Regions from separate parts of the Mus musculus genome. Here all the other regions are linked to region 4. Evidence: chromatin contacts called from public ChIA-PET data. All regions are on one chromosome and are shown on one strand. Each heading gives the region's core, a stretch centred on a gene start, on an enhancer-like site or on the middle of the called end of the contact. The rest is flanking DNA. Distances are from core to core; before and after follow the strand shown. Region 1 has its middle 19 kb from the start of Lhx9. Region 2 has its middle 23 kb from the start of Dennd1b. Region 3 holds the start of 2310009B15Rik (RIKEN cDNA 2310009B15 gene). Region 4 holds the start of Ptprc (protein tyrosine phosphatase, receptor type, C).

What was found. ChIA-PET counts read pairs in DNA pulled down with a chosen protein or histone mark.
Region 1: a contact with region 4 is called in an RNA polymerase II ChIA-PET map of effector CD8 T cells, with 8 read pairs. The contact joins the enhancer-like site here to the promoter of Ptprc in region 4. A contact is called at or near these places in 5 of 39 promoter capture datasets (the C10 cell line, the HPC-7 cell line, cranial neural crest and 2 more), 8 of 115 datasets of contacts at active chromatin or transcription factors (DN3 thymocytes, the SCID.adh cell line, effector CD8 T cells and 5 more) and 1 of 9 other capture datasets (adipose tissue).
Region 2: a contact with region 4 is called in an RNA polymerase II ChIA-PET map of effector CD8 T cells, with 6 read pairs. The contact joins the enhancer-like site here to the promoter of Ptprc in region 4.
Region 3: a contact with region 4 is called in an RNA polymerase II ChIA-PET map of memory CD8 T cells, with 202 read pairs. The contact joins the promoter of 2310009B15Rik here to the promoter of Ptprc in region 4. A contact is called at or near these places in 6 of 39 promoter capture datasets (the HPC-7 cell line, the SN4741 cell line, embryonic stem cells and 2 more), 9 of 115 datasets of contacts at active chromatin or transcription factors (effector CD8 T cells, embryonic forebrain, embryonic hindbrain and 6 more) and 1 of 9 other capture datasets (liver).

What each region holds. Positions count from the first base shown.
Region 1 is chr1:138,821,106-138,826,570 of GRCm38.p6, reverse strand. It overlaps a transcript of Lhx9 not described here. Among named protein-coding and RNA genes, the nearest start is that of Lhx9, 19 kb to the left of the region's middle. Within about 2 kb of position 4,155, at least 47 of the 459 cell types and tissues checked have an H3K27ac peak or open chromatin away from gene starts, as enhancers often do. A contact at or near this core is called in the SCID.adh cell line, effector CD8 T cells and regulatory T cell precursor, where this site is marked.
Region 2 is chr1:138,937,146-138,943,326 of GRCm38.p6, reverse strand. No RefSeq gene overlaps it. Among named protein-coding and RNA genes, the nearest start is that of Dennd1b, 23 kb to the left of the region's middle. Within about 2 kb of position 2,711, at least 25 of the 459 cell types and tissues checked have an H3K27ac peak or open chromatin away from gene starts, as enhancers often do. A contact at or near this core is called in effector CD8 T cells, where this site is marked.
Region 3 is chr1:138,855,540-138,861,302 of GRCm38.p6, reverse strand. 2310009B15Rik (RIKEN cDNA 2310009B15 gene) reads left to right here and starts at 4,449. Exons shown (of 3, transcript NM_001081226.1): 1 at 4,449-4,722. The coding sequence starts at 4,486.
Region 4 is chr1:138,172,124-138,177,810 of GRCm38.p6, reverse strand. It overlaps Ptprc (protein tyrosine phosphatase, receptor type, C), which reads left to right and starts at 2,685. Exons shown (of 32, transcript NM_001111316.2): 1 at 2,685-2,796. The coding sequence starts at 2,724.

The DNA of each region.
Region 1 (5,465 bases), core at 2,906-5,405, 650 kb before region 4:
TGGTTGAATATCACTGTAATATTGACTTACATAGTAGGTAGGCTTTTGATACTTCAAATAGGGCAAAACTTCGTAACAGAGAAACCAAAGCACTCAAGTCTTAAAGCCTTGGTGATTTTCATTACCTAAAAAGTCAATAGCTTTACTTAGCCAAACCCCAGTGGACTTTGCTGTACAGTTTTCAGAGTGAAAGCCTCTTTTATTAGCCACACATAAGGTAGCATCATTTTCCAGAGCAGTATGCTTACAGAGAACACTGGGGTGTGAAGCATTGGAAGCGGGAAGTGCTGGGACAAAACCACAGCCTTCTATCATTGTAGGCCTTTAAGGAAATACAAAAGATAATGCTGTTGTTATACGAATATAAAGTTTTGGATAGAGTTTTCTTATTTCATTTTCAACTGTTTTTCTAGCACGGTAGCTTTGCTTGTAGGACGATTATGAACTGTCACGGAGATCCAAGGTCTTTTATCCTGTATGGTCACTAGACATCAGGGGACAGTAAGAACACTGGGGCTTAGTCTAGATTAAAGAAGTAATGTTGCATTTTCTTGGACACCGTGCATATAGGGAAGGTCTGTATTGACCTGTGGGTGAATCTGTTTTCGATTTCTAATGGGAGGTCGATTCTGAAGCCTGGAAGGAAAGTAACACTAAAACTCCAAAAGTCTGATGTACAATTCCTTGCTTTACAGGCGATGTCAAAAAATTGGAACTGAATCTCTTTAGCTTTTGCTCTTGATTTTTAGGTGTTTTTTTTTTTTTTTGTCATGCTTTTTTTGTCTTTGTAATATTTCTCAAATTAATATGATTTCCCTTATCTTAAAAATAAAATCCCAAGTTAAAATATTCTTTTTAATGCCTTCTGGGAACATTCCCATTTTATTTTGCTGAATTTCATAGCAAAAAGGACAAGTTCAGAACTGTGCATGATGCTCAAGGAAATCCCTGAATAGAATGTAAGCAGGGATACAATTGCCAGGATTCATTTCCTTGTTAACTGTGTTGCAAAATAGATGTTTCAACCAGACAGCACCCTCCTGCTCGATACATTTCTCTGTGAACAGTAACAAAACCACCCCAAACATGTATCCCATTGGCAAGTTTCTCTTCTCTTAGACTGTTGATTTTTGTTTCTCCATATTACATTTTATCTTGTGCTGAAATGTCAAGAAAGAGACAAGGATAAAGATGCAGGCATCAGCTCTGGGTAGAAAGTTCTGGTGTCTGTTTCTGTGTCCCTTCAGCTCACTTGTTGGAACCATCAGGAGTGTTTCTTTCCTTTGGACTTTTCTGTTTACACCATGCATGATCTCAGAAATTACTCTGAAGAGTACCTGGATACCTTTTATGGTTATTTGAAATAAAATTTGCTACAAATAAGATACTCTGGCCTCTGTTATTTCATGTCATGTATGAATACATTTTTATACTGTTACATAAAATGAGAAACCATTAACCTTGAGGATATTTAAGTTGTTTAGACAAAAATAAAGAAATTCAAAGGTGAGATTGCATTTACTTTATCATTATTATTTTTCTCCTTTTCCTTTTCCAAAGTAGCAAAACCTAAGAAGAGCTGTCAGCTTTGACTTTGACATTCAGTGGTTTGACTTGAAGTCTATCACTTCTAGTTAGATTTGTTACACAGTAGACTTTAATTCTGTAAAATGAATAAGCACCCAGGTATTTCAGGATTTCAAGCAGTTGTTTGAATTCAGCCAGCAAGAATAGTTTCTTAAAAGAAAAATGGTGGGAAATTATTGCAAATGTAATATTCATAACATTTTACCTGTGTGAACTAGAGACTGTAGACAGTGCTTAAAGAGCTGCAAAAATGTTATGAAGTAAATAAGTAAATGATGGTATGCATTCCTTTATACCAAGAACTGGGATAGCTTACTCTATAAAACATGATCACAGAATTGCCTTATCTTTCTGTATGCACATTTGGAAACTGCAATGACGAAGATATGGATATATTTCTGATGGTTCTGGTTATTATATATTCATTTTTTTCTCTTAAATTCTACAGTATTAACCTGTTGTGTGCATCTGTATGTGTTGAATATTTTCTTTCTAACGCCTTTTAAAACCAGTTATTAATTAAATGCAAAACAAACAGGTACATAATGGCAATTACTTGATTCAGGTACACTGACAAGCCTACTTTTCATTAAGTAGTTTGTGGTCGTGTTCCTGTACACATCTGACGACAGTAATTTTCTGGTCCCGTATAGGTTACTTCCTTCCTTCAGCTTGGCTATAACATTTCTTTTTATTGGAATTGCTGTCTTGAACTATTATATTCAAGTGATAGTATGCTACTATATTCAATTTGACCAATGTATGCATTTCAATGTAAGCAACAAAAGGAATGATATTTTTTGGAAGGAATGGCTTTAATTGACTTTTTCTATTATGGAGGGCAGCAGAAATAAAAGTTCTATCAACATTGCCAATAGAATATTTTGATTCAAAATTAGCATTAATGATATTTAAAGTGTTTAGAATTCAATGAGTTCATGATTAAATGGAAACATTATTAAATTTATTGACTTGCTTATTCACTAAGGCATGGTAAATGTGCATACTATGCAAGAGAGCTGGACCCTGAGGCCAACAAAGAAGCAGTTCACACATATGCAGCTCTCCTAGTGTGAATCCCTATCACACAATGGATTATTAGCCACTTAAAATGAACAATGATAGGGTTTTTTTCTTGACTATTTTATACTGGAATATATCACCAACCAAACTCTTACTATGGATCTTACTTTTTTTTTTAAAAAAAAAAAACAACTTTCTTGGGCTGGTGAGATGGCTCAGTGGGTAAGAGCACCCGACTGCTCTTCCGAAGGTCCGGAGTTCAAATCCCAGCAACCACATGGTGGCTCACACCTATCCATAAGGAGATCTGACTCCCTCTTCTGGAGTGTCTGAAGCTACAGTGTACTTACATATAATAAATAAATAAATCTAAAAAAAACAACAACTTTCTTGACTCTCTACAAATTTCACATCATGCACCCCACTCCAGCTTATCTCCCTGTCCCTTCATATCTGCCCTTCATTCACCATTACAGCCTCTCCCCACAAAGGAAAATAAAATAATATACAATAAAAACAAATCTTGTGGAAGCTGTAGTGTGTCACAGTGTGCTACACAGTAACAGTATACTCTATGCTTCACACATCTTTATTTGCAAATGCATTGATCTATTTCCAGGCCTCTGGCTTCTGCTACACTATTGGACCCTCACTGGGACTCCTCTCAGACATCTTGTTGTTACCCTGTGTCATGGAGATTCTGCAGCTTTGGATCTGTAGGACTGGCCCTTTCATGAACTCCAGCAGATGGTGGTAGATGTAGGGGTGGGCCAACTCAAAGCCCTAGATCTGGGCCTGGAAGTAGCTACAGGGTGAGCTCTCCAGCACTGGCCCAGCTGGCCCACCCAATGCTGCAGCTGGCAAAGGGGCAGGGTTAGCTCTCCTGCTCTCATGGTTGGCCAGTTCTACAGTGCCGCCCAGGTGCAGTGACCATTCACCAGTGCTGCAACTGGTGAGGGGTGGGGCCAGTCCTTTCACTTTTCATGAGCTTGGGGCCAGCTCACCTGGCTGCTCTGCAGGTAGCAGGAAGGGTATCTCTCTCTTGCCCACATCAACTCAGGGCAGACAGACAAGGGGCGGGGTCAGCTCTCCTGATCGTGGTGGTTGATGAGTGCTTGTCCAGACCACGGATATCTCTATGTTCTTTTGGTGGTAACACAGGTCTGGGACATCAACACAGACTCCAGCTATCATAGGATCATGAACCCAGACATGGCTCCCAGCAGCATGGCCTGGGTGTCCCCATGGTCTCTGATGGCAGTACAGGCCACTCAGATCAGCATGTCCCCGGACAACAGCACAGCCCTCAGATATCCACAGGGCAGCCCAGACCATGGACAAATGGCTTGGCTTTTGGTGGTAACTCAGACCACAGGCATCAGCAGAAGCCCAGCTGGACATAGACGTGGGCCTTGATGGCAGCACAGACCACAGACACCACTGTGGTCTCAGGTTGTGCAGGCCCCGCATTTCAGCCTGTTCCTCACTGGCGCTGAATCTCCAGTTCCACCTTTCAGCATAGTGTACAAACCACTTGGTTTCACTTTCTCTTCCATATCTCCACTGTATGTGTACTTCATTTTCCCCATCTCTCCATCATACATTTGTTCTCTGTAGTGATACCTGCAGAGGGTGCTTAAATGTCTTTCTTCAGGCCAACCCAGCCAGCATGGAGTCAGTGTGGTTGGACTGGATTTGACTTTATTTATTTATTTATTTATTTATTTATTTCTCAGATATGGATAAACTCAGAGAATCATTCTCTTTGCTAGAAGGCGCCTTACTAGATTGGTTCAAATTTCTTCCTCCCTCCCTCCCTCCCTCCCTCCCTCCCTCCCTCCCTCCCATCCTTCTTTTCCTCCCTCTCTCCTTTCCTCCCTGACCTTTTTCTTTCTTTCTGAGACAAGGTCTCAGGTATCCCAGGCTGGCCTCTAAATTGAAATATAGTTGAGGATTGCCTTGATCCTTCTACCTTTGCTCCCAGGGTGCTGGAATTACAGGCTTACATCCCTGTTGCAGGTTTTATTTATGTAGCACTGAAGATTAACCCAGGGTTTGCCCATGCTATGCAACCACACACCAATGGAGCTGCAGCTCTGCTCCATCTCTTTTTTCTTGAAAGAGAAATTACAAAGACAGATGTGTGTTGTTTCTAGTTTACATGCCATTATAATCTGTTTTGTTTTGTGCCAGGCATTGAACCCAGGTCCTCAGGTACATTAGCCAAGGGCTACTGTACTGTGTACTGCTGAACCACAAGTCTAGGCTTAGTAAGAGTTTTCTTTGGGGAAACCAGAAGGAACTTTTGTTGCCAAAAGTTTTTGTTTAGTCCCTCCAGATAGTCTTCTTTCATTGTTAGTGAAGCAATATGGCTAATACACGAACCTCCTCTTCGTTGCTCTAAAGTGTTGCTGAAGATTGAATTCCATTTGGAGAGATTACGATTAATACATCATAGAATTTTCCACCACCTTTAGTTGATGTGTTAACATCAATTACCACCATTTCCTCTTAAATTCTTTGCTTTCTGCTTTGAGTTTCTTTTCCTATTGCACTACGAAAAGTACCTTCTTGAAACCTTTCCTCTTTCACAGCATCTTCCCTATCTTTATTTACATCATCTCGGGAGCCAGATCTCTTTACCCCCAGGACTCGCTTCTCTTGAGAAGTTCTTTCCCAAAGGCTTTGTACCTGCTATTTCCCCCTGCAGCTCTGCTGACTCAGAGCCAGCCCACCAGTCACAGCTAGGAGCATCCCTGAAAACCACATTCTTTCCTAAAGGTTCAACTTTTCAGTAATGACTCCAAATATATTTCTTGGGACATTTCCATCTCTGCTATTGCTGGAAGGGCAGC
Region 2 (6,181 bases), core at 1,462-3,961, 770 kb before region 4:
ATAATAATCAAAGAAAAGGAGCCTAATAATATGAGAGTGCAGGTAATATGGAAGGAGTTGGAACAAAACACATAGATGCACACAGACACGCACACACTAAATAAATAACTGTAAGGTTTGTTAAACATTTTGGAAGACTATGGCAGTCACGAGGGCAAAGGCATTGACCCATAATCAGTTCCCAGAATTCCTGAAATTGTTGATACTGATAATGGTAGTATTGTTTACTTTCTGGAAGGAAGATAGCTAAGTCAAGGCCAAATGTAGAAAAGATTTTATGATTCATGACATGTTATCAGGATGCTTATGGATTCAAAAACACACTTTGTGCCAGAACTTGACTATTAATCAAAGCAAACGATTTTGTGCATTTCAACATGTTGGCTACACCTGTGAACTGTACAAACTATGTAGCCTCGATTTTCAAACTGATATAAGAAATTGAAGATATATTTTTTAATACCTGGAGAAATGATATTTTGATGGTACATTTGTACCTCTGCTTTCAGTCACTATAACTATTTTACTGTCAGTTTTTAAATTGTCATGGAGTTCTGCCACCTGACATTAATTTACAGGAAATTCTCTTATGTCTCTTTACTAGACTTGTCCTGCCTTTGCAGACACAAATATCTCTCCATTCACTACCACACCCTACTCATATCATAGCTTCTTAGCAGTGCCTCTATCATGAGCAAATACTTTAAAATGAAACACACACAGAGTAAGTAGAACCAAAATACTTGAGGAGCATCTTGGATGCTCTTTGAGAAGTACAGGTAAGCCAGATACTGATACATGGGGCTCAGATACAGTATTAAATAGCTCACTAAATTTTCTAGGGTTTTCTTTTCTTTTACAACAAAAATATCAAAAACGAAGTTTTGTCATTTAAAAAGTACATGTTCTTTATCAGTGACCTCAAATTTGGGATCTGCTTTCCTACTGTCAAAGACTCTTTGAATGGGGTGTCATCTAATTAGGATATGAACCAGGGTCTTTTTCTTATCTGTAGAGGTAGGGATCATGAGAAATATACACAGGCTTTTTTAAAAATTAGCTTTCATTAGTGTTTGTGTATTTAGTATGTGTATTGTCTGACAAGACTTTTCCTGGGGAGACACACACACATATCTATTCACCTATCAAATAGGGAACCCACAACAGACCAATGTACAGACACCAGATTCCAACTTGGTGAGACAGTGAAATTTACTGGGGTTACTGATAGGAGTATAGACAAGGGTTACTTTCAGGAGCAGAAGTGACTCTTAAGACAGTTCCATCACCAAAGATCATCTTAGCATGGGTGACATTTAATAGAAGCTCAGCACTTGGAGCACACTGAACAACCTACAGGCAGCTCCAACAGGTTGGATAGTGTCTTTTCCAAGTGACTCAATTCATCAAAACCTCTTCCAGGTAGCTCTGCTGGTTTCTGCTTCTTTCAGGTAGCTAGTCTGGTCTTAGCATCCTCTTTGTATCTGTTTGTGTGTGTGTGTGTGTGAGAGAGAGAGAGAGAGAGAGAGAGAGAGAGAGAGAGTGATTCTGTGATTCTGCGCAGTCTTTACTGTTTATTCTTGGGAGGGAGATACTTAGTGAACCTGGTAGGCTTCAGGAACTTCCTGGAGCTATTTTGAATTGTTTTCCGTCTGATTTAAGAACTGACCCACAGAGATAGAATGTTTCAACCTGGGAGGAAACTGCTACACAATAATATGATATGCGATAATTTGTCTTCATCCAGTGTGGCCCAAAGAATCCAAAACTTTGGACCTCTTACAGTAGACCCATACCCTTGATAAACCTTGATACCTAAACTCCATCATTTGAGGGAAGACCCACCCTAAATCTGGGCCATACTGTCTCATGACAGCCTAGCTAAAGGCCAAGGAAGAAAGAAACGTTTACTCTTTGCCTGCCTGTCCTCACTCTCTTCCCTGGGATTAGAGCCTACTACTTTGGGATTCCTACACATAATGAGGACCAGCTAAGACATCCAGCCTTTTCAACTTTCCACTGAAAAACAGCCATTGTTCTTCTATCAGTCTGGTCTGTCAGTTCTGAACATCTACAGAACCGTGACTAATACACCCATGGAGTGTTGTTGGCATTTCTGTTGAGTATTAATTTATTAGTTAAATGTGCACATTTATTATGCGCTCTCTATTCTGTCCATTTGGTCTATATATGTGGTTCTGTGCTAGGATAATTTGGATTCCTATTACATGGTGATGTATTTTGAAATCATATAGTATGCATCCATTGCTTTGAGGAGTGTAAATTGGTACAAATGTTTTATAAAATATGAAGGTTTCTGAAAAAAAAAAAAGGTATAGCTCATTGGTAAAGCTCACACCACTGACATATAAAATATATTCATTCTTAACGCCCCTAACAACAAAAGATCCACCATATGACCCAGCAATATTACTTTAAGATATACTTCCAAAGGACACAATATTAATAAGTGACAGAGATGTTCTCATACCTATGTTTACTACAGCATTATGAATAGCCAATATATGTAATCAATGTAAGCGTTCATTACCAAATGACTAGAAATAGAGAAAACCTTATATACATCGTGGGAAAGTATTCAGCCTTAAAAGTGAAGTTTGGAAAGTTAGTATCACGTGGCAGAACCTGACAAACGTTATGAAACACAGAAAGGGAAATAGCGAATGAGTTCACAGGGGAGTGGACAAAGTTGCTTCATGTTGGTCAGTTCTGCAGAATAGGTGGTTTTTGTAGGTCAAATAGACAGCATGGTGACCATAGTATAGTCACATTACTGTGTGTCTGACACTGGCTAGGAGAGCAGGTCTCACATGTTCTTGTCACAACGTGGACATGATATTTAGCAACATTATGGCAATCGTTTCTGAATGTATGTTTACCAATACGTCATATTGGACCTTTCAAATAAATTCAATTGTCATATGTCAGTTATAAGTCAGCAAAGCCAGAGGGGAAGAGGCTATGAGAGAGAAAAGTGTGATTGTTCTGAAAATCCAGGAGTGAGAATTTTCAGTTATGATTATATTCATTACTGCTTTTAATATTACTGTTGGCCTAGATTCAGTGAGATTTTGACTTCAAAATAGAAGTAAACAAACAAACAAACCATAGAATACCTCTTGCGACAGGAAGCTTTTAGTGGTTTATATTTTTGTTAATTTTGGGGGTGGTTTTTCATTCTCTTATAGGAAACATAGTGACCACTGCTGTGTCTCAGTATACACTGTAGAAATATTCCATGTCAGGATTACATAGAGTGAGATGTAACACGTGGTAACAAGTGATGTGGTCTTCATGAGTAGCACTGCCTATTATACGAGCAGAAAGAGAAAGCATGGGGGCAGGGGGGGTATCCCAAGAGCCAATCATGTGCCAAGTGGCTTACTACATTTGCATATCTCATCCTCCCAATCACTAGATGAGGTCATGTTTCCCTTTATTACAGTTGCGTGTCAGAAAGGTAGCTTTTGGGAAGTCACACATATGGGCTTGCGAACCTTCTGCATCCTAAACCAGCAGAGCTCTCTGGTTTACTATGCTCAGCACAGACTACCTACGCAAATCAAACTGCAGCAAAACTGAAAACGAAGCTTTCTAAAACTCCCAGGAGCTAACCAAAACTCTTAATATATCAGCATTTTTCTGAGTTGTGGGCAAGTTTCAATTGTTCAGTTAATTAATTAATTCAGTCTTCAACACAAAACATCAAAACTCAAAATCAGTCTCCAAACAACGGGGCCTGGCGGTTCTCACTGCAGCATCTCCAAGTCCGGAGACTCTACAGTCTCCTACATGCTGTGAGATCTGTGCCTCACTGTGGCTTCTAACTCGGGATGCGAGAAGCATCTGCCATTTTCTCACTCCCCATGTCTCTGTTCTAGCCCGCCCCCATAAACCTTCCCCCTTCCTCCCCAGCCTGTAAGTTCCTCCTTGTTCCAGTTTTGGGGTGCACTAACCTGTCAGTCCCTGGTATTTTAGCTCAGTTTCCGGCTGCTTAATGTTTGACTATCCTTTGCTTTATTTTGAACATGTAACAACTTCAACAATTCGATCTGCAGTACATTAATTAAAAGAACTATAAGTTCTGTTTTGTGTGTGTGTGTGTGTGTGTGTGTGTGTGTGTGTGTGTGTCTGTGTGTGTGTCTGTGTCCCCTTTGTAATATCCAAGGACATTTTGGATCCATTTGATATTCAATATTTACTGACTGATTACTACAATGGGGTGATGACCAGTAGACAAACAAACAAGCAAAAACAAATAGACAAAAACATTGTCTTCATTCCTAAACCTGGATTTGCAGGGTGAGGCTATGGCTCAGTGGCTCAATTTGTTTAGTACATGTAAGGCCCTGGGTTAAATTACTACCACACCCTATCCCTAAAAACAAAATAATAAAAGCATTTAGCTATTTTTAAATGTATTTATTTTTATTCTTAAGGTTATTGGTGTTTTGCCTGCATGAATGTCTGTGTGAGCGTGTCTGATCCTCTAGAACTGGAGTTAGAGACCGTTGTGAGCTTCCATGTGGCTGCTGAGAATTGAACCCAGGTCTTCTGGAAGAGCAGCTATCCATATACAATTTAGGCATTCTAATAATTGCAAAATTATTTATGCTTCATGTCTTTAAGCGAGAAATATTTATCATCAGTAAGGTAATTTAGATATTTACCACTGAAGTGTCATAGTAACTAAGTTAATCCAGAACAAGGTTCTCTGCTTTCCAGACCCTTCCCCCAAGTTGCTCAGCCTGTGAATATCATTTATTGTCTATTCAACTGTTTCTGAGTACTTGCTTGTTTCTCTGGGGCTTTGTTTGTTTATTTGTTTTGTTTTTGTTTGGTGGCTTGTTTGTTTGCTTGCTTGTTTTTTCCAAGACAGGACCTCTGGCTGCCCTGGAACTTGTTCTGTAGACTAGGTTAGCCTTGAACTCAGACATCCACCTGCCTCAGCCTCCTGAGTGCTGGGACTGAAGGAGCACACCCCCATGGCCAGAGCTTCTCTATATTTAATGGTTGTGCTAACTGAACTCTGCGAGTATGTGGTATGTGTTACTCTTGTTTAGAAAACATGCCTTCTGTGTTTGCATAATGCTGTGGGTTGGACAGCTCCCACCACTGTAGATCATCTTGCTGCTGGCCCTTGCTCACACCTACTGCTCTCTGGCTGACAGATTATTTTGCAGCAGATGTGGCAAGTGTAGAAGCTGTTAGGAACATTTTCTGTGCTAAGTGGTGGGGATTCCTCCCACTGTTTCCTCTGAGCTCCTCCCAGGGTGTAGTTAATGAAATTGAGTCTCTTGTCACATGGTCTTCTGAACTAGGCAGCAGCGACTCCCTCTTGGTTTTCCTGAATGGTCATGAGTTCACACACACGATAGCTGAGTTGTGATGTTAAAGACTTAGCAACCAGCATACCTAAATAGCGGTTTGACCAGTACGACCAACAGCAGTCAGATTTCACTTGACCCTTTGCTTATAGAAAGCCTATCTTTCAATTGCTATCTAATGTACACAGCTACTTTTCCTCAGCTTTTCAGTACGCTGGACTTTCCCCTCCATTTATACTTGCATGTAAGCCTAAATTCCCCTGGCAGCACCACATGAGGAGCCCAGTAATCACAATTTCCCAGCATGCCTTTACACTGGCAGATCTGTCAATTAGCACATACCCCATACACCAAGAGTGCTTCCTTGTTGTCTACCTTTAAAAATCCATCCCGAATGCATTTTTACATTGGACAAGCTCTTTATACATAGCCAGGGTCTTATATCCCATCAGCTGGAAAACCAACTATGCAAAAGTAACTATATGAGACTGGCTATGGCTGCCTCGGCATTTCCTAAACACAGAAACAGTTCTGTCAGCAGGCACTGACACTCAGTTTCTGGTCTGAAAATCAGAAATTTCAATGCTAATTCCACCATCCCCCAAATGATTTGTTTGTGGTTAGAATTTAAAATACCCAAATACTTTTGTTGAAGAGTTTTTATCCATTTAATACTTTCCAAAATAGCTGAGACAGGAACTAGCAAATCACACTAAGGATAGCTTTAGAAATTGATTTAAATATTATGTAAGCCCATAAAAATTTTACCATTCTCACCCAAGCTAACTTGGGCCTTATTGCTTCATGGATTCTTTTATAGTCTTACCTCTCTA
Region 3 (5,763 bases), core at 3,200-5,699, 680 kb before region 4:
GTTTGGAGCTGAGACTAAAAGATGGACCATCTAGAGACTGCCATATCCAGGGATCCATCCCATAATCAGCTTCCAAACGCTGACACCATTGCATACACTAGCAAGATTTTGCTGAAAGGACCGTGATATAGCTGTCTCTTGTGAGACTATGCTGGGGCCTAGCAAACACAGAAGTGGATGCTCACAGTCAGCTATTGGATGGGTCACAGGGCCCCCAATGGAGGAGCTAGAGAAAGTACCCAAGGAGCTAAAGGGATCTGCAACCCTATAGGTGGAACAACATTATGAACTAACCAGTACCCTGGAGCTCTTGACTCTAGCTGCATATGTATGAAAAGATGGCCTAGTCAGCCATCACTGGAAAGAGAGGCCCCTTGGACTTGCAAACTTTATATGCCCCAGTACAGGGGAACTCCAGGGCCAAAAGTGGGAGTGGGTGGGTAGGGGAGTGGGGGTGGGGGAGGGTATGGGGGACTTTTGGGATAGCATTGGAAATGTAAATGAGGAAAATACCTAATTAAAAAAATAGCCTGCATGGCTTGGGGGATTTGTGGTACCCCCTGTGAGAACTATCCAACAAGGTGCAACCCATGCTTGGCGCTGGAGGTTTCTGGCATATGGTATTTAGTTGGGTCACTGTCTTCCCTATTATTTGGTGATTCTATTACAGCTGTTTCCTATAAAATAGTCATAGCGATGGGAGAGAAAGGTAAAGGAGGGACTTCGGCGAGGGACAACTCATAGTAAAAAATACTTGGAAAACCTTATGGAAACCTTATGGAAAACATTTCTTTCTTGTACTGCTGATGACTGCTAAAACTTCTAGGAGGCAAGGAGCGTCTCCTGAGCTGGAGTTTCATTGCAAGGTCTGATAATCTATGACACTTTACAATTTGTTTGCAACCATTTTCCATCAATAAGAAAAGGGCATATGGAGCAAGTGAATTCACACTGACAGAAAAACTGGAGAGAGTCATGCTCTGGTCAACTCATCAAATGCTAATCTCACTTATCCTTCATGATTAAATAAACAGAGTTCTTTTATTCTAAGCAGACTAAATTGTATGATGTATGTATGTATTTATATGTATGCTTGTGTGTGTGTGTTTGGGCACATGTATATATGTGTGGGTAATCTTACAACCCAGAGTCCTAACATACCTATGAATTCTAGGGGGAATGCAAATCCACAGAACCCACCATTAAATATTATAAACATGTTTAAGCCAATATATACACCCAAATTTTGGAGAAGAGTTAGAAAACCTGCCCAATATCATATTACTTGAAAATCCAACTATAATAGCTTCATAATAAAATGAAAACTTCACTTACTTTTCTAGAACCATGACAATACACCATGACCAAGGCAACTTACTAATGAATGTGTTTAATTTTGTGGCTCACTGCCACGCACTCCCGTAGAGTCAGCTTGACAGGCCGAGAGGCCTGGAAGCCATTCACGAGGTGGAGAGTTTCAGGGAAACTCACCTCCTGGAGTCTGGTCTTCTTTCTAACCCATACATTAATATTCCATTCCCGCGTTAGTCTGGTGTATGGATCCACGTGCTCTTTTTTAGTATTATCTTATTATAAGTGCCTTTTAAGATTGAATTCTGACATAGCTTAGTCTTCACCAGTGTTCCAACGTCCTAGAAAGTCCTTGAGCTGACCATGGGCTTGGAATTCAGTAAGAATGTTGCTATTCAGTGACATTCAGAATTGCCTCTGGTATTACACTATCACTTTGAACAAAGCTAAGTCACTGCCCTACACAGGAATTTACCATCATCTAGGAAGAAGGAAGTTTGAGACCTAAGGAAGAACCAGAGTAGATACTTAGAACTATAGATAGCTGAGTTACACCCATTCACACGTATTTACAATGGCCTAGGGGGAAGGTGGACTATACAATAGACTAAAATAGGAACTATGGCAAGGGCACGAAGCCCTTGACCCTGGCTTCTAAGATTAAGTGAACTTTAGGTGGAGCTTTTTTTGATCCCAGTTGTTAACAATGAATTCTATCCCTGTTAGACCTTCTGTGTTTGTATTCCTCTGTTTTGTGTAAGAATCCAGTAACCTATTTGTACCTTGCTGGTGTGTCACCCAACTTCCCTATTTTCTTCTGTATAAAAAGTTTGATGCTCAATTTGACACATTACATTCAGATTCTACACAACCTCTCCTGTGTACATCTGTCTGTCATTCCCTCCGATGCTTTGCCCACTTGCCCCAGAGACCCATTCCATGCAGACAAAGGGATCCAGAGGGTCTGTGGCAGCTCACAATTTTAGAGTGTTATCATCTATAAACATTATGGTGCAGAGTAAGGCAGGAGGCAGGCAGGCAGGCATGATGCTGGAGCATCTAATTTACATCTAATTCATAAGCATAGGGGCAGAGACAAAGAGAGAGCTAAATGGGAATGGTGTGTGCTTCCTGAACCTGAAAGCCCACCTTTAGGGGCACACTTCCTCCAACATCTCCTAATCCTTCCCAAATAGTTCCACCAACTGTGGATCAAGTGTTTAAACAATGAGTCTACAGTGATTGTTCTCATTCAAGCTCTACATCTACCTTCTGAGCTTGGACTTGGTGCTCTCACTTTCATACAGCTTTGGCTAATGTGAATGGAGGAGTCTCCGAAAAAGAAAGAATGCACACAAAGATGAGCTAAAATTCAAGGCCAATGGGGGCCTTTCAAAGCAAGAGACACGGGAAAGAAAACTGGATGCTGATGATCAGATTAAACCTGAAAATAGATATTTAGAATGCTTTGTGTTGTTAGTAGTGAGTTATTCTCTCATCTCATTTCAACTTTGATTACATTTTAAAGGTGCATCTGTAAGAATGCAAGCAGTGGTATCATGTGACTAATACAAAGATCAGCCTGTGTGCCCAGAGGCATAGACTAACCAGGATGATTCTTTTTCTTAGACTGGGCTATAGCTGGAACTCAGTAGGTAGCTCAGGCTGGCCACAAACATAATCCTCATGTCTCCACCTCTGAAGCCCATAAATCTAATTTTGTGGTGTTGGTTGGGGGCGAACAGGAACATGACCTATGCTTAAATTCTCAAGTTTAATGATAATCATGTTGGGTGAATTTAACTTTGGTCCCATCTTTCCAGATTTCCTTAAAGTCCCTCAGAACATCAGGTAGTCTTCAAATGGCAAATATACTACTCCAATGTAAAGGAACATTTAAACACAGGATTCAAATTTATTAATTCACTGAGTTTTACAATATACCAATAGAGTTGTTTCCATCTGTGATTAAGGACATCAAATCGGGGGCTGGACAGATGGCTTAGTGGTTAAGAGCACTTCTAGAGGTGCTGAGTTCAATTCCCAGCAACCACGTGGTGGCTCACAACCATCTAAAATGGAACCCAGTGCCCTCTTGTGGTGTGTCTGAAGAGAACAACAGTGTACTCACATACATAAAATAAATAAATACATAAATCTTAAAAAAAAAAAAAACAGGGCTGGTGAGATGGCTCAGTGGGTAAGAGCACCCGACTGCTCTTCCGAAGGTCCAGAGTTCAAATCCCAGCAACCACATGGTGGCTCACAACCATCCGTAACAAGATCTGACTCCCTCTTCTGGTGTGTCTGAAGACAGCTACAGTGTACTTACATAAAATAATAAATAAATCTTTAAAAAAAAAAAAAAAACAACAACCCAAAACCATCAAATTGTGGTTTCGGAGTTGCAGGGTAAATCAGTGTAAAAAGGAATTGAATTGTCTTTGGTGGCTTTGACAACTTTCTCCTGTCCAACTAACCCACTCTTGCTAAGGATTCACTCCTGCCAATAGCTCTTTACACCAAAGAGCACTAACTACTCAATAACACTGCCTACTCTTGAAATTCAGGCTATGGCATCCAAGGCTGGGGGTGCTGTTAATTTAATGAACACATAAAATTGTTTCTTGGGATCGTGCTAATTTCCCTAAATTTTGTAGGAGTATGGGTGTCACTTTCTCAGACAGGATTTTAGGTTTGGTTTTGTGAAAACTTCACTACACTCTTTGTGTGAGACTTTTCCTTGATTTTCATTCTAGAGTGAGCCAATGAACCATATCACCAAGCTTGTGATTCCAGCTTCATTCCTGTCACACATGACCAGCAAATACGCAGCCTTTTCTATATGGGCTGAAGGTGCTTTCCTTCTTATTATTTTTTTAAACAAGTATGATTATGCAGAATACGATCTAGCTTGATAGGAAATGAAAATGCTCGTCCTTTATCTGAGAAAAAAATAGTAGCGACTTTAAGAGTAAAGAAGGCACCTTCTTCCAGTCTTCATATGCATAATTTTCTTTGCAGAGGACCCAGATGGAGGGAGCTGAAGACTGAGAGGCAGCCCAGTCTACACTGAACAGTGCTCCGCCTCCCCTCTTCGCCCCGCCCCTAGACCGACCCCGCCTCCCCTGCCCACGCCCCACCTCCGGCCCCGCCTCCCACCGCGCCGGCGCCATGGCCGCCCAGGGGATCTGGACGCTGGCGAGGGTATCGCTTGGGAGGCCACCGCCTCGGGCCGAAGGTTTCCGACAGCAGCTCAACTCAACCCTCGGTTCGACTTCCGAAGGAGCCCGCGGCGGCTCCGCGGCCGACTCGTGGGGAACGCCCGAAGGAGAACCAAGGCATCCAGCGAGCCGAGAGTTAACTGCAGCGGAGAGGCACATCGTCGAGCTGCACCGGGCCGCCTGCGCGGTGAGGCCCGCTCCAGCCTGCCCCGCGCGCGGCCTCTGCGCCTGCGCGCGCCCGGCCACCCGACCCCGAGGCGGCCCGGCCGGGAGGTGTTGGACCTCCGGCCTGGGGCGGGTCGGCCTGGGGCGTCCGCTCAGAGGGTCCTGCGAGAAACCCGGTCGCACTTTTGCGTTCCGGACAGAGAGGTGTCTGCCCTGAGATGGGAGGCTCGCGAGGCTCGGTTTTTGATCTGCGTCCCAGCTAAAGGCTTGTCTCGGTTTGTGTGTGTGCGCGCCCTCCAGCGTGTGAGTGTGTTGTGTGGGGGAAATGGGTGCTGAGGAACTGAGGGTAGGACTGAGCTCTTACAGGGAACGTATGTAGTACAGACATGTTGCCTGTGCGTGATAACTCGAGCAGCCTGCCATCCAGTGACTTTAGTAATGCAAACATAAGACAGACGCTTTACATTTTTGCCCCGTGTCCTCTCATCCTTTGCCTCCAGTCCAAGTGAGCGAAAGAAATTATAATCAGGCAAGTTTGCATTTTTCCTTAGGCATTCTTAAATCACCTTTTCTTCTGGTTTATGGATTTGACAATTGCTTGTCACCACCAATATCTAACCTTATCTCCCTTCAGTTTCCTGACACTTTAGAATACAATAGTTTGAAGATAGCATTATTTATATTTTAAGTTTTATAATGATGTAAGAGTGACTTGTAATAAATCTGTGTATTAAGCTCTGTGTTTGGCTAGTACTTGATAAGACCACTTATTTGGTTTGGCTTGAGACACAGGCAGAGGCAAACCTTGAACGTTTCCTAAAGTTGACACTCAGCCTTGGGAGTAGTATGTCCCAAAAATCCACTGTCTAACCCCTTCATGTGTTGCAAGTGAATAAAGATTTATCGAAAAATTATTGACAGCCTTTGACCGTTCTTGCTTGTGCTCTTATTTTAAGTATAACAAACACATGCAGTTTGTTTCCACAAGTCACCATACAAATATGGTTTGTAAAACCCAGAAGTCTTATCATTTTTCAAGGCAAACAACAGTGGCCTGTATAGA
Region 4 (5,687 bases), core at 1,436-3,935:
ACAGCTTGTATTATTTTGAGAGTTACATGGACTACCCTGACCAGTTCAAATGGAGGGCTCTCCTGTCTTGGAAGATTTATCAGATAATCTACGGATCTTGTGGAGAGACTGTCAGCCCACGTGACATAGTTTATATATACTATTTGTAAGTTTGGGCAAATATGAAATAATATGATTCCTTGAGGCTTTAGAATTTTATTACCTGGAATTTAAGTTGTAAGGTTATTTCCATGTACAGAAAGGGGGATGTGCAAGTTTGACCCTGCAGCTCCTTGAAATCAAAGTAAGAGGAAAACAAAGTTTTAAGCATCAAAAATGTATCTGCAGGGTGCTGCAGAGATGGCTGAATGGGAAAAGTGCTTGCCTGTACAGGCATGAGAACCTGAGTTTGGAACTCCAGAACCCATTGTAAAAGTGACTATGCATGTGTGTAACCCCAATCCTGGGGACTCAGAGACAGGGCTTCATTGATCACACAGTCTACCCTAAATGCTGAGCACAGCTTCAGTGAGATACCCTAACTCAAAAACATGTATAGAGTGATAGAAGAAGACACCTAACATTACCTTTTTGCCTTCAAATGTACACAGGTGGATGAACACATGTACACCACACAAACCCACAGAGAGACACAGAGATACACAGACACACAGACACACAGACACACACACACACACACACACACACACACACACACACGAAAACACAAGACCCTATGGTATTTCATAATTAGGGATTATAATCACTGTGTCTACTTGTCTCCCATTATCTACATATTTCAAACACTAAGTTATGTGTATATTCTTTTGTTTTTAAATGAAAGTAGATAGCAAAATATTACTAGATCCATTTAATTGTACTGTTGAATTCACAGGAACCTTTAAAATACTGTAGGCATGTTCTTATTGGCAAACTCCCTGAGAATACCATCATTCATTCAGTCTTCTTTTGGTAGTAGAGGGAGAACATTATAGAAAGCCACAACCAGTCAAACTCAGAGAATGACTGACCTTGAGGTTTCCAACCCAATTTGATGCATCTGTAACACAAGGCTTGGGAAACTTACTCAAGCTCAGAAAACTTCACAGAAGAGGGAGTGGAAAGAGTGTAAAAGCCAGAGGACCAGGACGTCTGCTACAAGATAGTGTCTTTTAGGTATACGGGAAGGGTATCATCATGAAACCTCAATAAATGGCTTACTACCTTAGCAAGACCTTAATGGTGACAAGATCAGTTGATATGCTAAAGTTCATGAGGGAAATCTCAGAGGCCCCCACTCAAGATGAAGCATGAAAGGTAGTTAAGGACTGCTGAATATAAGAATTAGACTTTCGCATGGTGAGCTCCCTAACTAGTTATGTGATACCAGGTAGTCAACCCTATGTACACACAGACAAACACAGACACATACACACACACCTACACATCTACACATCTACACACACACACACACACACACATACACCACTAAACAAACTCAGTAGGTTATACCTTCAGGTGTGTGTGTGTGTGTGTGTGTGTGTGTGAGTGTGTGTATACATGTGTAGGGGTGTGTGTGTATGAGTGTATGTGTGTGTAGGGATGCGTTTATTTGTAGGTGTGTGTGTAGCAATAAAAGTTAAAGAATAAATGGTATGAATTAGGGATGAATCTGTGTATTTGGACATAGGAGGGTTCTGGGGAAAAGAGAGAGTGGGGGGAAATAATGCAAATTCAATATACATGTGAAATTGATCAGGGATGTGTGTGGTGGGGTGGGGAAATACTATGATCAAAAGAAACAAGTTAACTTTGTAAAAGACAAGGCTTGGTTTTCATTGCTCTTCTTTCATTGGTAAATAGCACAGAGCAACCCCAAATGTAGGGGCACTCCTGTCTTGAAGCAGAATTCACTGATGCACAGAGGAGAGTCTCACTCCACCACTCAAGGAGATACCTGCATAAAACTCAATGAAACCACCACCAGCAGCCCTGAAAAACAAATTGGGAGGCTCTTTAAAGCCAGTGAAGGTAGTTTTGCATAGGAAAGCCACATCACCGAGGAAATAGGCATACCATTTGAGTCTGAGCTCCTTATGGTAAATAACAGGAGTTGGCAGACATAAGCAGAAAGACAGTTGGTTTGGGTCACTTGGTCGTCTTCAACGAACTTCAGAGCCTCGTACCAGCTTAGTCACTGTGTTATCTTGCCAACCCCTATGTTGTTATACTCATGTGGAAGCTTGTCATATCTTGGGTAAGAAAATTATTGATGACTTGGGAGGGATGTATTGTTTTTGAATAAAGCTTCCTTAAAAAGATATTAAAAAGGAGCAATATTTATATAGTTTAAAACTGTTTTCCTTTAGAGGAAAATTGAGACGAACCGCTAACAGCATAATTACTTGAATTAAGGAAGTAAGAAGCCATTGCACTGACTTTGAACGACCTTTTTTTTTTTTTTTTTAACTTCCTGCAAAGAGGACCCTTTACAGTATTTTTGGAGAAGTTAGTAAAACCGAATCTGACATCACCATTTAGCAGTGCATGTAGCTAGCAAGTGGTTTGTTCTTAGGGTAAGAGAGTAGGAAACTTGCTCCCCATCTGATAAGACAGAGTGCAAAGTATGCGTTCTTTTCTTTTAGTTTTGACTTAGCTTTACAGAGACAAACTTCAAGAGAGATAACCATTATTTTGCCTTTCAGGGAGACCCTATTTCTTAGGGGCACAGCTGATCTCCAGATATGACCATGGGTTTGTGGCTCAAACTTCTGGCCTTTGGATTTGCCCTTCTGGACACAGAAGTCTTTGTCACAGGTAAGCACACCCATATTCATTTTTACTTCCTTGTATTTTGTTGATTTTGTGGCAAAGGCTAGGTTGAAATGGCTATTTTTAAAAGTTGCGTGTGATGGATATTGAAAGTAAGAAGATTCGTTACTCCATGTTCAAGTTTGCCGTTGTTCAGAGAAACAAGGCCTAGTGGAGGGCAGCATACACTGCTTCTGTTCAAAATACATAAATGTTTCGGGGAAAGATCACACTTTAATAGGAAAGTTGACTCTCTTTGTCTCTCTTTATTTGGAAACTGTTCAGGAATGTAGCTAAAGCAATTGATCCAACCTGCATCTGCTATGGTTAGAGGAATTGTTAATTAAGTCAGCTTTTAATGCTTTTGATCAAAATATGAAAGGTTTAAAATCACGAGACAGCTTTGCTTGTGTGTAAGCCAGTCTCTTCAGACAAAGGGTTGTTTCCTCAAATGTTAATGATTATTAAAATAGGGTTTTGAATGCTCAGCTACAGAAAGGCTGAAGAGCACATTAGGTGCTTTAAAAACTCTCCGTGTTGTCTTACCATCGAATGTGTTTTGAATTAATCATTTTAGTTCTGAGATAATGCTTCCTATGAATTCTGCTGTGGAAATTCTGGTAGAGCCACCGCCCTTCCTGGGTGATGGGTACAGAGTACAGCCTTGAAAAGGTAGACGTGTGTTACAGTTCATAAAATTCCTACAAATGCTGTGTCCTTCAGGACAGGGTGACCAGGCAGGCACTGCTTACTGAAGGTTCAGTCCTTCTTACATATCTGGTCTGGTCAATAATTATTTCTGGAGTAGTTTCTCTTTGAGACATGAGTTGATTATCAAGTTACAGCTAGATGGCATTTCTCCTTGTAGTGTTTAATCTAAGATACTTTTAAATGGGGAAAATAGTTAATTGTATCAGAATTCAATTTTATTTTTTTCCTGATGTTCACTCCTCTCGTTTCCAAAGAAATCCCTGGTACTAAGCCGGCTAACGTCTGCTCTGTGTTGTCTGAGGGCCTGGAAAAGAAATGCAGCCTCAGATACTTGTTTGTTGATGTTATCACAATAAGTTTGTTTTGCTTTTTAATTGGAAAGATGGATTTTTTTTTCAAAAGAAAATCCAGTTAGGTAAGTTGCGAATTTGCTTGGATGAGGTTTATCTGGCATAAGATGATTTTAAACAATGCAGGGCACCACAGAATCTTGTCACAATGCACCAACTACTTCCCAGGTCGTGAGCTCTCTATGATTTTTGTTATAATGTAAAGAGAATTATAGAGAAGAATTGAAGATTGTACATTTTATCATATATTGGCATATTTCCACTGTAAGTCCCCACTCGGGGCAATTTTCCGATTTTCTTTAAATGGGTGAGAAAGAACATTAAGGTACCTTCAGATTGTAGAGCAAGTCACCCCCAAATTATAAATTAGGATATTGATATTTTTTGCACAAGAAACATCTTTGAATTCACCATAAAAATGTACATAAAGGGTCCTAGAAACCTTTAAATCAACTTTCCTAAATACTTTATTCTAAAATATAGATTATTAACCAATATATAGATAAAGGATAGTTGATAAATTGCTAACAGATAGAACGGTTTTTATAAAGACCAAGCTTAATATAATACTGAGGATAAATATTTTTCTATAGGACTCTGACAGTTTTCCTTAGAGTGTGTTAGAAACTTACTGTTAGAAACACACACACACACACACATGATCATTTGTATTTGAAAATGGTGTTTAGCATTTCAAGACACATTTTTATTTAGTGTTGAGAACATATTAAGGCTTTAAATTATGTACTTTATTAAGCAAAAAATGACTCAGATCCTACATTTTCTTTTCATGTGATAAATTAATGTGGTATCTACAGGAAATGCACTTTCAGGGAGCAACATTTTATTATATGCTTTAGAAAAATAAATTAGTACAGTAAAACACTAATGAAGCATCCATGGAGAGTACACAGCACTCCAGCATTTTATTTAGCTTATGAAATCCAAATGAGACCAACGTCAAATTTAAGGTCTTCCAGGGCAACTGTGATGCTGTGTTCCCAAATTATAAAATGTCCACGATCTTACTGCTTTGTGCCTCTTTGCCAGGTCAGTTGGACTCTGAAGGCTTGTTTAAAAGTTGTAAGTAATTCTATGGCAGCATTATAGGTCAGAAAGTGCAGATAGAGCTCAGGTTTTCTACCTCTAGTAAAGTTTAACACTAGGCCTGTCTACCAAACCCATCACCTAATGGCTGGAAACGTCTTTAGTTGGGCCCTGAGCAGCGTGCAGTGAGCTAGGTTCTGAGTCAAAACAGTGAGAACTCATTTCCTGGGCACAATTCTTCATTTTTCCATCACCATTAAAACCATCTCAAGTAATAAATATGCACTTGGCCTTGCACATCATAAACTTTTGGCACAAATTATTTGTCAAATTTGATAAGCACTCCTATTATACTTTAAAAATAACTGGGGAGCCTATGCTGTGGGGATGGGGACTTACTACTTTAACTTTTATTTTCTTAAAACAGTTTTCTGTGACCCTTGTCATTGCTAGAATTTGAAAAGTACTTTGTGAGTGGAAAGCAAAGGCGGGTTAGAAATCAGGAGTCCTTCTGTCTTGCTCGGCACTCTGAACACAGGATCAGAGTAGGGACATGCAGGCAGCTGCCTACTCCATTCAATTTGGTGTCTTTCCAAAAGTGACAAGCAGAGAGTGCAGGACAGGCCCGTTTCTGCATTGTTCATGCACACATGCATACCTATATGCAAATTTGCAGACATGACACATGTATGTAGTGCCTTGTTTCCACACTGTGGTTATCTATCATGTCTGTGTCTACTGGATCTCTATACACACACTCACCTGTTCACCACTGAGGGTCTAGGAACA